Linked DNA regions of Anas platyrhynchos: region 2 is linked to region 1. The links are chromatin contacts, called in public Hi-C maps. All regions are on one chromosome and are shown on one strand. Each heading gives the region's core, a stretch centred on a gene start, on an enhancer-like site or on the middle of the called end of the contact. The rest is flanking DNA. Distances are from core to core; before and after follow the strand shown. Region 1 overlaps ARHGEF38 (Rho guanine nucleotide exchange factor 38). Region 2 overlaps PPA2 (inorganic pyrophosphatase 2).

Region 1 (3,335 bases), core at 514-3,013:
CTGCTGAGATATTCATTTGGCTCCTACACTTCTGTAGCAGCACCCTGATCAGCATCCTTGGCAATACACATTATAAACAACAGTGATGGTGAACTCTACTGTCTGGGGCATTTATGGAGAAACAGCATCTACATGGCAACCAGTCCGATGTTTTATAAACATTCCTGTTGAGTTATAGCGATGATTATTAAAGTTAAAAGCCGAACACCGTGTTAATTGGGAGCTCTCCGTTCATTCACAGCGAGCACAAAGCTGTCAGGCATCCTGCATGTTTCATCCTGACCGGAGTGGGCTGTTTCATAATACATTGCATTGAACTGCTCTGTCGTAAAGTGAAAAATGATTCAGTTACCACAGTAACACAGCTCTGGGTTTTTTCCCCTAGCAGTGAAGGTTAACTGGGCTGTCTAATGCATGTTGGTTTCAAGGTGCGAACAAGGGAACAACAATGACTGAGTTAAGACCACAGAAGTTCATTTTAGTTACTGTAAGGCCACCGTCAGAAAAGCAGCAGCATCCTCTACTTGGATCTTCTTCAGGTGCTGTCATCCCTATTTTCTCTGTCTCGTGTTAAATGCTGATGCTGATGGCTGGCAAGACACGTTGCCTCCTGACATTCCCGTGAACTCTCCACACCGGCCTTTACTAGCTGGCAGTGTGAGGGGAAACCTTAACAAGCTCTCTCCTGATTCTGCACCCTCGGTGCCTGCTTTACAGAGATGCTGAGCTCTCACACTTTTCACTAACTTTAAGCAGAGCTCCAAGTGCTTAGCACAGCCTGTAATAATGCTAAGCTCTCAAGAGAGGTCATGTTTTCTGTAGCAAAAATGCAAACTAGAGACTTACAGTTCCCTTCAGCATATATTAGAGCCTGGAAATGATCATTCTGTCTTCCAAAACAGAAATGACCAAGATCTGTTCATTGACGTACTGCGCCATAATGACAGGTATTTTCGTTGATGCTAAATGATGAGAAAAAAAATGATGTGCTGATTTCATGGATGGGATCTTTTAAAAGCAGCTAAGGTTCCTAAGCTTAAAGCTCTTCTTGGTTTTGAGTTGTATGGATTGAATCAGTTGATCTTTGAGCGTATCACTGTAGAAGCTTGATTTAGGGGCCAGAAATACATATTTGGGCACAGGTTTGAAAATACTGAGTCTTTTGTGCACTCTGACAGATCCAAATCTGTCATCAAAAGACATAAATATAAGCAACTGCATTGTTTTAGTTCCAAACCAGGGAAACAGCAGTTCTCTTCAACCTCACTGTGACTGGGTTGCCTTCCAAAGGAAGATGTTTTGATGGAGGATCTTTAAATACCATAAACATGATAGAACATAATGGGTGTGCTAAAGAGATTCTCATCCTGTTTTTTCCACAGACTGGCTTTAACAACTTTTACACTGATTATGAGGATCCTCAAGACACAATTATCATCTGTTCTGCTTCTAAAGGATGGCAAACTTACTGACTTATTGCTTATAGTGATGCAATTACCCTCCCTGCTTTTCTCTCAGCCTTTGCAAGAAGTGCTTTCACCTTACATTCCATCTTTTTCCCTGCCATAATTAAGTCAACCCTCTGATCCAAAATCCCATATATTTTCACGTTTCTTTGTCTGATTCTGGAGAAGTACACCCTAAGAGATGGATGAAATTGTTTGTCTTTACTTCTGGATATGGCAGAGAACTAAACGGATGATTCTCCTTGCTGTGAGAAAGCCACTTCCTGCTAGAATAGAACATTGCTTATTAAGGCTATGACTCATCATGATGCACTTTTATTGAAATCCTGCCAAACAACACAGTCTCATCAAACTACGTTAAGCTGTTGCCTTGGCAAACCAGATTGAGACATACTAGGATTAATACTTTTCCCAAGCCTCGTATGCTTTAATACCACGTTTCCCAGTCAAATGTCAACCAATAAGTTTTTACCCCATTAGTTCATAGAATCATAGAATCATAGAATATCCTGAGTTGGAAGGGACCCTTAAGTTGTGAGAAGATGGGTTCTTTCTGTAACACATTACCTGTGGTGTGTGGTCAGTTTAGGGAAAAGAGAACCTCTGAATCATAGCTGAAAGTTTTTTTAAGCTAAACTGGCTGACTTTGCACTGAAACTAATTAAGATTTCTCACCTGATCCCGTAAGCTGGATCACCTACTGCCTCTGCACTGAATAAGCAGTTACAGAAGAGCTGATGAATGGAAACTTCTTGTTTTTTTCCAGCTGTGCCAGAAGGTCAAGTGAATAGATCATAGCCATAACAGTCGTGACCTGAGCTGCAGGACACATGATTGCTGTGATATATCCAAGGACAATCCATTTGCTAAAAATACCTATGATCCCTACAAGCATTCCTAAACAGATTCCCACAAGCTCTGTATCAATTACAGCTTTCTTTCTTTCACTGACCATGTCCCTGTTAATTGCACTTAATCACCTCTTACGTGAATTATATTGCCAGTAAATATGCTTACAATGTATGGGTTTTTTTATGTATTTATTATTCCAATCAATTTTAATGCTTTTCTCAAGTGGTACCAGTATGAGCATGCAATATAAGAGTTGGTCTGAGCATGAGCAGTTAGGTAGGTAACACTAAACTAGATGAAAATTAAGTTATCAATATATAGCATAACTCAGTGTTGTGGTATTTACTCATTCTAAACTCACTCTCTCCAGCCTTTCTTCCCGTCAACATCTGGAAGGATGGAATGAGGGCACCATGACCAGGCCTGTTACGAGCCCAGCAGAGCCACTGGACAGGCTTCACATTTCCTTTTGCCTGCATTACCGTGGACAGCTTGTAGCAAGTTAGCCTCTGGGAGCAGTACTAGTTAGGTCTGATGAGGGTAGAGGACAGGAGAGTGTTATGTTTATTCTTTCACGTGGCTTTGTAGAACTCAAGAGGACAGTAAACATACCGATTACTTGCATGGGTGGTTCCACATCTGTCGTGGCTTCTTCCAACAGTGACAGCAGTTTGGCTGATATTTGATGGACCGATTCAATGTTGCTAAACAAGCCATCCACGTCAAAGTGAACAATCTAATGGAATACAAATATTAAGCAGCTACTAAGGAAGGATAAAGAAGGACATTGTATTTTACAGACCTTCTCTTGCTAAGCCCTGTGTGTTCAACACTCCAGGAAGCATCGCTTCTGTAAAACCTCATATAAACATCCTCCTTGTGACTTCAAGGATACATATACAGTTTTCAGATTAGTATAAATGGGTTGACGCAGTTAACAAAGGGCATTTTATCAAGTATTTTTAACCTTATTTTGAACTATTCGTTCCTAATCTGAAAGTGTTTACCTAGGAAGGA
Region 2 (3,335 bases), core at 270-2,769, 49 kb after region 1:
TGAAGAGCAGGAGGCAACTGGTTTACCTGGTTAGTGTGGTGGTAAAATCATAAAATATCAGCTATGGGCAGCTAATGTAATAAAGTGGAGTTCCCCAATGACTTTGAAAGTACTCAGTGAAACTAAATTGCTTGCAAACCCTTTATGAGACTTTGAAAAATTAATGTCACAGAAACTGAGAGTAAAAATGACCTTTTTGTTGTTGTTTTGTTTTTTCAAACCTGCAGATATTGATGATGTCAGGAAGCACAAGCCGGGTTACCTTGAGGCTACGATCGAGTGGTTCCGGTTATATAAAGTTCCTGATGGTAAACCAGAAAATGGGTTTGCATTCAATGGAGAATTTAAAGGCAAGGTGAAGATAATTCAAAATTAAAGACGTGTCTTTCTGTCCTATGGCCTCTTTGATACATTGTAGGGTTCTTGGATCTGGAAAGGAGGAGAACCTTGAACAAAAAGAATTTTTAAATGAAGCATCTTTTAATACAACGTGTTCGGATAGGAATAAATGATGTGTGCTATCTTTCACTTTATCAGGGAAAATACATATGGTATTAAAGTCAGTAAAAAACAAACAAACATGCAGCCCCAGTCCTGACAAGACTTCCATGTGCATCTGTAGGTTTGTAGTGCTTGTCACAGCATTTTCATTCTTCCTGTCAGAGGAATGAACAGATAGTCTTTTCAGATACTTTTTTTGAGTCTTGATTGATAAATTTTCTGGACGTTTTTCAAGGCTATGCAGTTCAAGATAGACAATAGGCTGCAGATCTTTTCATACTTGGTATTTGTTCAAGGTATAGTTTTTCCTGGTAATTCTGTTTAAGACCGCTTGAGCTGCTTTTGGCTTGAAGGCTAAAACATATTTTAACCTTTTTTTTTTTAGAAAAAATGAATGGCTTTTTAAACATCCTACAGGAAAAATGGCCAGTGTTTGAAAGTGGGCCTGGGGATAGACCTTGCTGAGGAAAATGTCAGGATTTTTCCAGAGGAAATTGTGTGTGATCCGTGTCAAAATGCTTTGCAAATCATGTATTGTACACTGTAGGCTTTTTTTTTTTTTTTGGCGAAGAATCACAGGTTCCTAATGAATGATGTTCATGTGTCAGCTAGTTCAGCTTGCAGCGTGCTATCAAAGTTGTAAAATGCCTTCTAACCAGCACAGACAACTTTGCATGTTTTGTCTGGTTAAAGAGATGCCCCGACTCCCCTCTGCACTAAAGCTGTCTTTTAAATCAATCAAACACAAAGCTCTAAGGATGGCTAACCTGATCTCTCCCTTGTTCTCCCAGGAACTACTCTTTCAAATTTTCCTGCTCTGTAATTCTGCTGTAGTGACAGCTTTAACAGGGTATATCCCATTCAGGCTTGAGGCGCTAAATGCCCCGACATAGCTGGTTGGGAGCACTTGAATAATTCCCAAGTGTTTCTGGAGACCCAGGATGTGGTGAGGCGGCTGTGGCTGTGCTCCAGCAGCTCTGGTGAAGTTCACAATGTTCCAGGGGCACTTTGCCAAGTCACTCCTTGTTAGGAAATGTGAGTGTTCTGCTGGCAGCTTTTTGCAAGGCAGTCTAGATATCATCATCTGGACACTGAGGGCTCTTTTTTATTTTTATTTTTTCAAGCTTTTTTGTTGTTGTCCCCCCATTACTTTTGTTTTTAAGGAAGCAAAAGCTATTAAGCAGCTGACATGTTATGTTGTTGTGAATGCTTAAGTATATGATTGGGCAACTAATGAAGTAAATGCAGATTTTGCCACTAGAGGGGAAACCTTAACTCTGACCCTGATGTGCACATGTAACAGAAGAGCACAGCTCACACACTTTGTCCCATTTCAGACGTGGTACAGTTTTCTACAGCTGTAGGTGTCTGTTTAGCGTCGAGTGCTGGCTTCATTTTTTCATGCAGGCTTCCTGTTTTCTGGCTGCACACTGAGGAAAAGTCCTGAATGTGTTGCCAGTGTGTTTGACAGATAGTGAAGTTCGTTTCTTTTCATAAAAAAAAAAAAGTGTTAGATTTTCCAGAAATTTAATGAGGCCTCGAAGGAGGCACCTTAAAGTAACACATGAAACAGCATGTGTTAATAAACTAGGTCTGTCTTTTTTTCTGTTTAATAACCTTTTAAATCATATTTTTTTTCCTTGATGTAAACTAGGATTTTGCTGTTGAAATTATTAAATCCACTCATGAATACTGGAAAGCTTTGCTTCATAAAAAAGCTGATGGAGGCACCATTAAATGGTGAGTATCCAGGCACATCTTTCCTCTTTGTATTGTGCTAGACTGTTGGTATTCAACACGTGGCAGCTGTGCATGAGCTGCTTTGGTTTTACTTTGAGGTAACAGGAATACTCATGTGTTTAATTGATAATTAATTAATAATTGAGTGTCACTGAGTAATTATACCTTGTATGATGATGATATACTGGTAAGCAGTTCAGAAAATATATTGGTTATATAAAAGTGACACCGATTACTTAAACTTCCTAGTAATGGCCCCAGACTTAAACTTCCTAGTAATGGCCCCAGAATGTTTGGTACTATTTGGGGGGTATCTCAGAATCCAGTGCAAACCTTGTCACTGTGATTTAATTGTTTTCGGGAATGCCACATCGGTGCTCATTACGAGCTTTTGGCCTCATCTACATGAAAGTGGGCTTCATGAAGGGGCTTGCATCAGCATTTCTGGCATCAGAGGCCCTGAAGAGTGGGCAGGAATCTGCATGGTGCTTTCCAAGGGATGTGGATCGCCATCGGCTAAACCAGAGGGCGAAGGCTGTGGGGAAGGCTGTGTTCAGATAGTCACTTTCCTCTTCTACCATGCTGGAAAAATGTGACTTGCAAGTGTTTGAACACCTGAACAGTTGCAGAGGTTGGAAGTTCTGCTGCAGCACTGCAAGAACACTGCAGAATAGTACTCAAACTTGGGTCCTGATTGTTTCAGGGGTACTTGGAGCTTTATGTTGATGCAATTTAAAAATAATTAAAAACTTCCTTTGAGAAACTGAACTTCGTGCCATTTATTGTGTAGAACCCTAAAAGCTCATGACCAAACTCACTTTTGGTGTGAAAGGATACATAGCCATAGTCTGTAGGGAAACTTACCTGTGAAGTATTTAGTCCTGGAGTTCCCTCTGTGGGTTTGTTTTTTTTTTTTTAGCTTGTTTGTTTATTTTTCTTGCTAAATGCTGCAGGCGGGTTACTGTAACACAAGTTACAGGCTTGCTGTAGAATCTAGCCATCCTTTAAAGCACAAGAGACAAGGGGATATTCATGCCATCCCTGCTAGCCATCTAGGTGGTGTGCAACTCCTACAAATGTTAATTTCGCTGTTG

Evidence for each region. Hi-C and Micro-C count contacts between places; a contact is called where the count stands out from the background.
Region 2: a contact with region 1 is called in a Hi-C map of liver, with 1.6 times the contacts expected there. The contact joins two enhancer-like sites.

What each region holds. Positions count from the first base shown.
Region 1 is chr4:9,111,813-9,115,147 of IASCAAS_PekinDuck_T2T, forward strand. It overlaps ARHGEF38 (Rho guanine nucleotide exchange factor 38), which reads right to left. Exons shown (of 14, transcript XM_005027895.6): 3 at 2,931-3,054. Among named protein-coding and RNA genes, the nearest start is that of ARHGEF38, 15 kb to the right of the region's middle. Within about 2 kb of position 1,764, at least 3 of the 8 cell types and tissues checked have an H3K27ac peak or open chromatin away from gene starts, as enhancers often do.
Region 2 is chr4:9,160,757-9,164,091 of IASCAAS_PekinDuck_T2T, forward strand. PPA2 (inorganic pyrophosphatase 2) reads left to right here. Exons shown (of 12, transcript XM_072036944.1): 8 at 228-355; 9 at 2,156-2,241. Among named protein-coding and RNA genes, the nearest start is that of PPA2, 27 kb to the left of the region's middle. Within about 2 kb of position 1,520, at least 4 of the 8 cell types and tissues checked have an H3K27ac peak or open chromatin away from gene starts, as enhancers often do.